Regions from separate parts of the Mus musculus genome. Here all the other regions are linked to region 1. The links are chromatin contacts, called in public Hi-C and HiChIP or PLAC-seq maps. All regions are on one chromosome and are shown on one strand. Each heading gives the region's core, a stretch centred on a gene start, on an enhancer-like site or on the middle of the called end of the contact. The rest is flanking DNA. Distances are from core to core; before and after follow the strand shown. Region 1 holds the start of Alox5ap (arachidonate 5-lipoxygenase activating protein). Region 2 has its middle 21 kb from the start of Gm38752. Region 3 overlaps Mm2pr (macrophage M2 polarization regulator).

Evidence for each region. Hi-C and Micro-C count contacts between places; a contact is called where the count stands out from the background. HiChIP or PLAC-seq counts read pairs in DNA pulled down with a chosen protein or histone mark.
Region 2: a contact with region 1 is called in an H3K27ac HiChIP or PLAC-seq map of embryonic stem cells, with 9 read pairs. The contact joins the enhancer-like site here to the promoter of Alox5ap in region 1. A contact is called at or near these places in 5 of 39 promoter capture datasets (embryonic stem cells, liver, pre-B cells and 1 more), 1 of 484 Hi-C or Micro-C datasets (myocytes), 2 of 115 datasets of contacts at active chromatin or transcription factors (both in embryonic stem cells) and 3 of 9 other capture datasets (adipose tissue, liver and pancreatic islet).
Region 3: a contact with region 1 is called in a Hi-C map of double positive thymocytes, with 1.6 times the contacts expected there. The contact joins the enhancer-like site here to the promoter of Alox5ap in region 1. A contact is called at or near these places in 4 of 39 promoter capture datasets (embryonic stem cells, hippocampal neurons, liver and 1 more), 1 of 15 datasets of contacts at CTCF or cohesin (large pre-B cells), 3 of 484 Hi-C or Micro-C datasets (CD8 T cells, double positive thymocytes and myocytes), 1 of 115 datasets of contacts at active chromatin or transcription factors (embryonic stem cells) and 4 of 9 other capture datasets (adipose tissue, embryonic stem cells, liver and 1 more).

What each region holds. Positions count from the first base shown.
Region 1 is chr5:149,263,660-149,266,338 of GRCm38.p6, reverse strand. Alox5ap (arachidonate 5-lipoxygenase activating protein) reads right to left here and starts at 1,335. Exons shown (of 5, transcript NM_009663.2): 1 at 1,157-1,335. The coding sequence starts at 1,226.
Region 2 is chr5:149,111,339-149,114,017 of GRCm38.p6, reverse strand. No RefSeq gene overlaps it. Among named protein-coding and RNA genes, the nearest start is that of Gm38752, 21 kb to the right of the region's middle. Within about 2 kb of position 1,342, at least 13 of the 459 cell types and tissues checked have an H3K27ac peak or open chromatin away from gene starts, as enhancers often do. A contact at or near this core is called in embryonic stem cells and stem cell-derived epiblast-like cells, where this site is marked.
Region 3 is chr5:149,134,613-149,137,291 of GRCm38.p6, reverse strand. All of the region lies in intron 1 of Mm2pr (macrophage M2 polarization regulator), which reads left to right. Among named protein-coding and RNA genes, the nearest start is that of Gm42788, 8.3 kb to the left of the region's middle. Within about 2 kb of position 1,356, at least 22 of the 459 cell types and tissues checked have an H3K27ac peak or open chromatin away from gene starts, as enhancers often do. A contact at or near this core is called in double positive thymocytes and liver, where this site is marked.

The DNA.
Region 1 (2,679 bases), core at 86-2,585:
GATAGATAGATAGATAGATAGATAGAAAAACAGACGTGCGTGTGTGTGTGCGTGCGTGCATGCGTGAGAGTGTGTGTGTGTGTGTGTGTGTGTGTGTGTGTGTGTGTTTAATGGCAATACTAAGAAATAGGAACATTTCCCCAGACAGACAGATGATAGATAATAGATAAATACATAGACAGACAGACAGATAATAGATAGGACTTATATATAAATAGATGATAGGTAAATAGATAGATGTGAGTCGTGAGGATCATGAACCCTTTGGGGGTCAAATGACCCTTTCACAGAATTCACCTCAGATCATTAGAAAGCACAGGTATTTATTTATATTACAATCTTTAACAGCAGCAAAATGACAGTTATGGAGTAGCAACAAAAATAATTTATGCTTGGGCGTCACCACAACCTGAGATACTGTGTCAAAGGGCTAGGAAGGTTGAGATAGATAGATGGATAGAACATGACTGACTGACTGACAGACAGACAGACAGACAGACAGACAGACAGACAGACAGACGTGTGTGTGTGTGTGTGTGTGTGTGTGTGTGTGTGTGTGTGTGTGTGTGTGTAAAGCTGTACACCAAAAGGCTGGGGCATAGATGTGTAGTAGAGAATATACAGAAGGTATGCAGGGCCCTGAGTTCTATCCCCAGGACCACAAAACAAAACAAAACTAAAAATAGCCTTACGCATTGTTCTTTGATGTTTCTTCAAAAGAACTTATTTAAGTACAGAAGTAAAAAGATGATAAAGACTTTCTCCTTTATAGCTCGCAAGACTACCCCTTGCCTGACACAGACGACAGACGACCTGGGTCCTGCTGCAAATTGGCTCATTCAGGCGGGTGTCCAAGGGAGCACAGACCCCCACACTCTCTCCAGGCTGGCCCTCCTCTTCCACCCTTCATGCCCTTGCTCCACCAAGACACTTGGGCCAAGTTTCTCACCAGCCCTTCAGGTTGCTCTCCATCCTCTGCAAACACACCTGACATCATCCTTCAAGTGAGAGAAGGAAACCCCAAACTCACACAGAACAGGACCCACCCCTGCACACTCACGTACACAGCAATAAATACAGACGTGTGCATAGTGCACACAGAATGGTGTGTGCCTGGCTTCCAGCACCCCTGCTCTCCCTGAGGAAGGGCCCTTACCATTCTGGACCACGCTGATGAGGGTGACAAGGGCCAGGAGCACAACGTTGCCCACAGCCTCTTGATCCATGCTTGCTTCAGGCCCGCCAGAGACAACCAGGCTGGTGCTAGCACCTCAGCCTTCCTGCGCAGAAAGGGGAAGTGCCAGGCTGTGCTCTGCCTTTTACCATCAGTTTCCAAAGGTCCCCAGCACAGCCACTCAGTGCTCCTGCTCCTCCCCTTGTCCCCCTCTTCTTCCTCCCCCTCCTTTTGTTCCTGCTCCTCCCCTCTTCCTGCTCCTCCCTTTCCCCTTGCTCCTTCCCTCTTCCTCTTGCACTACCCTCTCCCCTTGCTCCCCCTCCTTTTTTGCTCCTCTCCCTCCTCCACCTGCTCCTCCTCCTATTGCCCCTTCCCTCCTCCTCTTGCTCTACCTCCTCACTTTGCTCCTACTTCTCCTCTTGCTCCTTTTCCCTCCCCTTCTTCTTTCATCTCCCTTCCCCTTTCTTCTCTTTCTCTCCTTCCTTCCCTTACTCCTCCACCTCTTGCTCCTCCCATTCCTACCCTTGCTCCTCCTCCTTCTTCTGCCTTTAGTTTTCATTCTTCCTCTTCTAATTGTTATTCAACAAAGTTGCAGGACCTGTGGTTTTGAGTTACCTTCCAGGAGTCACAGAGTCAGAGGGAGAGGGAAGTGCAGCGTATTCTTTGATGTTGCTTACTATGGGCAGCCTCGCTAGGAGCATAAGCATGAAATCTGGACCCTGCACAGCACGAGGAGCCCGGAGCCACTACCACTTCTTACACTGGCAAAAATAAAGAAAAGGGAAAATGAGATTTAAAAAAAGAAGAAAAAGAAAAGGAAATAAAATGAATACAGCACCAAAAAGACGTGCGTCCTGAGTATGCCCTTGGTTCTTTGAATTCCTCCTGGTAAATAAATGTCATTTGACACATTGTACAGTGCAGAATAGCAGCCACATAGGCTGGGGTGAATGGATGGATGGGTGAATGGATAGATGGGTGAATGGGTGAATGGATGAATGGATGGATGGATGAATGGATGGATGGGTGATTAGATGGATGGGTGAATGGATGGATGGATGAGTGGATGGATGGGTGAGTGGATGGATAGGTGAGTGGATGGATGGGTGAAGGAAAGAAGGAGTGAATGAATGATAAGACAACCAGTGGCTCCTTTCCTGCAATAAAATAAAACTATGGGACTTGGGAGACAGCTTCATTGGAAAGTGTTTTCCATGCAAGCTTGAGGACCTGAGTTCAGTCCCCACATCACCTAAGAAGCCACGTGTGGTAGAATGTGTGTAACCCCAATATTACAGGAAGAGGGGCAGGAGCATCCTCAGGCTCACTGGCCAGCCACCCTAGCTTAATGGAGAGTCCCAGGCAGGGAAAGACCCTGCTTCAAGAGATAAAGTGGATGGCACTTGAGGAACTAGAACCAAGGTTTGCCTCTGCCCTCCACAGACACATACATGTGCATACACGCACGTGCACGCACAAAAAAAGTCAATAAAATAAATGTTAAA
Region 2 (2,679 bases), core at 93-2,592, 150 kb after region 1:
TTACAAAACAAGGCTGACTTCTACCATACCAACTGGGAGAGTCGGAGCTAGGAAGTCTTGGTGTTAGGATCCGAGGAACTGGTGTTCCAGGGACCTAACCCTGAACACCAGGGTGCAGCTTTTCCTGCAGACTGTAAAGGTGAACTGCAGACATGAACTTCCTTCCCAAGGTGTAGGCTCTTCTTCTCCTCCTCTTTCCCTTCCTCTCTGTCACCCTGTTTCTCCTTCCTCCTCCCCTTTTCTCACCTCAGCCCCTGCCTAGCTATAATCAGATGCTGGGGTTTTAGCATCTTGCTAGACTGCTACAGACCAGTATGTCCCATGAGGTCTCGATGTCTTGAGAAGGCAGCAGCAAGGTCAAAGAGACAGGAACGGCGGCGTTTCAGTTGTGTGTCCCCACCTTCCCTTGAATCCACTGTGACCCTTGACCTGCCTGCTCCCAGGTTAGAACAGCGAGGAGTTAGAGAGCCAGTGCTCCCAGAATCTAAAGCCTCATTACGTTCTCATTCACATTCTGCTGGCTAAACGAGCTGTTGTGAACAAGCCAGCAAATTATTCCTGATGTTTGCCTCCTGGAGGAACATTGAAAGGTCATGTAACCATCAGAAATACAGCCAGGCAGTGGTGGTGCATGCCAGTGAATCCCCATGCTTGGAGGCAGAGGCAGGTGGATTTCTGAATTTGAGGTCAGCCTGGTCTACAGGGTGAGTTCCAGGAAGGACAGCCTGTGCTACACAGAAAAATCCTACCTCAAGCAAACAAAAAAGGATCAGAAATGCACACGCATGTGTGGGACGGTACTTTAAAAAATAAGCCCAATGCAACAATTAACAGTCAATGCTTCTCATCCAATTGACTAAAAAGATAGAAAACAGTCATGTCAGTGCTCAGGTGTATACCCACCACCGTGAGACTGAGGCAGATGAATCTCACATTGAGGCCAACCTAGACTGCATAGAAAATTTCAAGCCAGCCTGAGATACAGCAAGGCCACTACCCACTTACACCCCACCCCACCCCCATTCAGCCCACTAACAAAACGATAAAAATAACAATCGACAGGCAAGGTAGGAAGCCCTGGAACCTGCACACACTGCTGTAGACACTGCCACTGCTTTGCGGCTTGATGTGACATTTCAGCATAGTCATATACACAGACCTACAGACAGATACACAAACAGAAAAGCTGGAATGGGGCAGCCTGTGCTTGCTCTAAGTCACAGTACCTTGTTGCGGATGGGCCTGGTGCTGTCTGTATTTTGATGTTAATTCCACTCTCCTGGGAGGGTTAGTGGGTGAGGAGTGAGTCACAAACTCAGGTGACTTCTTGTAAACCATCCCCTAATAAATAGAGGAGCCAATCGCTGGTCGGTCGAGTAGGAGGGACTTCTGGGTTGGATAGGGGAAGAGAGGAAGAGGAAAGAGAGAGTCCTTTTTGGACTGGGATAGTGTGAGGACAAGATGTAGCTACTAGTTTCTCCTGGTTTCAATGGCAAATCCGTCAGGATTCGACAGTAGAGGATTTAGATTAAATAAATCTTACAAGATTAGGATTTTAGTTGTTGTGGCCCAGTGGTTGAATTATTGTTGTTTCTGAACTAAGTTTGTGTTGCGTTTTCCTTCACGCGTCAGCTCGTCTGGGCTCAAGAGAGAAAGGTACGGTGACAAAATGTGGGTTTGCCTGATGTGCACCCCAAAGGCCATGGGGGATTTGAAGCATGGGGCTGGCATGGTAGCAACCCACCAGTGGGAACCTAGCAAGCTGGGTGGAGAGATCTTGAAACTCTAAGTCAGAGAGTCTCCACAAGATAAGAACAGGCCAGCTAAACTGCCGGGGCAGAGAGTAGCTGGGTCAAGCATGGGAACTTGCTGTTTTAAAAAATACTTCCCGCAGCAGGACCCTGAAAGCATGGGGTGTTTGTTATACACTGTTGACCAGGGAGGCAGGATTACTGCAGTCAGCTGAACAAAGGCTGTGTTATTACATACAGATAAACAGGTGTAGTTATTATACACAGCTGAACAAGAAGGCTGCCTTAGCTAATCTCAGTAGGTTACGTCTCAGTAGGAGAGTGAACCTTAAGCCAGAACAGGGCTGGGGTGGGGCTGCAGTGGACATTTTCTGAAACACTGTCAACATTCACCACCAGACGTGAAGAAGAGGTATTTCCACCCCTCCCTCTGAGACTCATCTAGGGAAGATTGCTACTCTCAAGGCTCTGGGGCTGTGGGGTCCTTGACATGGCGTGGCTGTGCCAAACAATACATATTCTCTTGGGACTTCACCTACTCCCTGCAATGAGCGGCTAAATACAACATAGTTGTCTGCATAGTCAAAGAGTATTAGACAAGAGGATACAGGGGCTGGAGAGATGGCTCCGAGATTAAGAGCTCTGGTTGCTCTGTAGAGGACCTGGGTTTGCTTCCCATAACAGTCACTCACTCATAACAGCCTGTAACTCCACTTCCGGGGAATCTGATTTCCTCTATCTGGCCCCCGCAGGCGCTGTATGCATGCGGCATACATACATACATGCAGGCAAAACACCCAGACACATACAATAAAAATAAATGTAAAAATAATTTTAAGTAAGAATATTATATAAATGTTCATATATTCACCAGCAATCATGAGCCTTGAAAACATGTTCGGGAAAGGAAGGAAGGAAGGAAGGAAGC
Region 3 (2,679 bases), core at 107-2,606, 130 kb after region 1:
GCACAGTCAGCATCCCGGGGCCCACTCCTATGTGGCCTTGTCATTATCACATGACCCAGCCCATCTCTGCTTTGCAGAGCCAATTCCTTGTGATTGGCTAGCCTTGTGCCTTTCTGGAAACTCGTGGGCTTGGCGCTAACCCAAGAGACCAAATGCTTCCTCCCTGGTACAGTGGTCACAGGCCAAGCTCTGCTCCTGCATGCTAGCAGTCAGCCCAGGACACTGTATCAACTTCAGTTTTATTCACTTATTTATTTGCCGCTGCTAGTGACCACATGTTAGGCATGCCCTGTGGCCCCACCTGCATCTTTACATGTGGGGGCTCTGTCATCACCTCTCCAAAGATGTGTCTCTAAGATTCCCAAGTCCTTTCACAGGTGTGCTTTGTTTTTCTCGCTCACTTTCCAGAAGTAGGTCATTTATACCTCTGTTAACTGACACTGCTCTTGGGAGGTGTTTATGACTACAAACACCTGCAGAAGAATTACTCTGATTCAGAAGTTTGTGTGCGAGTCAATATCAACTCCATTTTAAGGTAGATGATATGTAGATTTGTTTCTATGAATAAAGTATCAATCCCAGCACTTGGGAGGCTGAGACAGGAGGGTCATACATGAGACCCTGGTTACAAGAAGAAAATGAAACACTGAAAAAAATTGAAAGTGTAAAAGAAAAATTAAAATGAGCTGGGCACTGGTGGCTTAGACCTTGAATCCCAGCACTTGGGAGGCAGAGGAAAGAAGGTTTCTTGTCAGTTCGAGACCAGCCTGGTCTACACAGTGAGTTCTAGGACAGCCAAAACGACATAGTGAGACCATGTCTCAAAATGAAGCAAGACAAAAGAATATAAAGTATAAACTCATGGAGGTAATTACACTGACAGGCACATACACCCAGAGACCCCCCCCCACTTCTTATTTATTTATTTATTCATTTATTTATTTATTTATTTAATGTATGTGAGTACACTATTGCTCTCTTCTGAAACACCAGAAGAGGGCATTGGATCCCATTACAGATGGTTGTGAGACACCATATGGTTGCTGGGAATTGAACTCAGGACCTCTGGAAGAACAGTCAGTGCTCTTAACCACTGAGCTATCTCTCCAGCACCCCCTACTTCACCTTCTAATCATAACCCCCATACTCACCATGATGCTGGGAGCTATCTGCAGAGTAGCGGGGAGGGCTCCCTCTAGCTAGATACTGACAGTCTCGGGAACTCAGTATGAATTAGTTCCCAATGGGTCCCAAGCGTTTCCCTGTACTGCTGAGAACCTGCCACCAGTCACCAGCCTTGGCTGCTGTTCATCCTTGATGACAAACACTGGCTCTCTGCCTCCCGTTTCTAGAGCAACATGTTTACCTCTATGCACTGAGGCCACCTCTGCCCTACAAGCCCTTGCTGGGCTGACCTAGGTCCCTACTCCACATGTCCGTTGCTCCTCGGGCTTCAGTACTGTTGCCGCTCCTCCTCCTCTGTCCTGTGGCTCATTTTGTTACTTCCTTCACAGGGGGAAGAAAGGAATTGAGGCCAGCTCTTTCCCCAGGCCTCTTTACACGTAGAAATTTGCCTCCTCTACAGGCTCCTTTCTTCCCTGTTGTCTCTCAGGGGAAGATATTTACCTCACACAGCCTTTCGCAACTCTCCAGAAACATAGTTTCACCCACTGCCACACTTCCATTCTCTGATGGGTTAATGTCTTGCCCCGCATTTCCTTCTGGCCAATCAGCCTGACTCTCCTGATGAGTGCCTGCCATTTACTGTATTGCTTCTCTTAGAAATGATGTTCCTTCCTAAGTGAGAAGGATATATGCAAACTCCATTTTGCTGTTATTGTAATTTTTCCTTTGTAAACCACGCCATGTCCCTGCTTCCTAATTAGTGCCTGCTTGAAGGTTTCACCCCCTGCAGATCCACTGTGCTCCCCCCGCAAGAGAGGGCTCTTGCTAATGTTTCCCATTTCCCAACACAAAAAAGATAACGTTTTATCATTTTCTTACTTTGCGTCTCTGCAATGTGAGACCGTGGTATCGGCCAAGGCATACACCTCTTCTGATCTCCAAAAACCCTCTTCCTTCCTCCACCTCCCTCTACCTCAATCTAGTGTTTTCCTGGAAAGCCTGGTTGGAGGTCCCTCTTTCCTCTCCTTATTCAAGAAATGCTTGCTAATGTAGACCTTGGGGCTGCAGAGGGATGTATGGAATTCCCACTGTGCCCTGCCAAAGCTCACAGGACACAAGGAAAGAGAAACAGATCCAGGAAGAAAACATAACACACAATTGCTGTCTCTGACGAGTGCTGTGAGAGCCCAGGGGAGGTGCTTCTAGCCTTGCTGTCTGGGAACACCTGACATGCAGTGCGGGCACAGGCACGTGTGTCACTGCACACTGCCTTTCTGACTCTTTCCAATGAGAGATTTTAGTGAATGAATGCCTATCTGTCTTACTCACACTCTTAACTATTTAATAATCGTCACTCACAAGCCCTTCTACAATCTGCCCCTTCCAACTGGAGATATTTTTAGCCTTTTAATAATACACGGTCTCCTTAGCTTCCAATTAGTATCTGAGTAGAGACTTGAGCTTAGTACATATTCGCAATCGCTGAGTTTGCTTATCAAACCAGAGCAGGAGCAGATGGAACCCTACAGAATCCCAGGTACCCATCTATTTGAG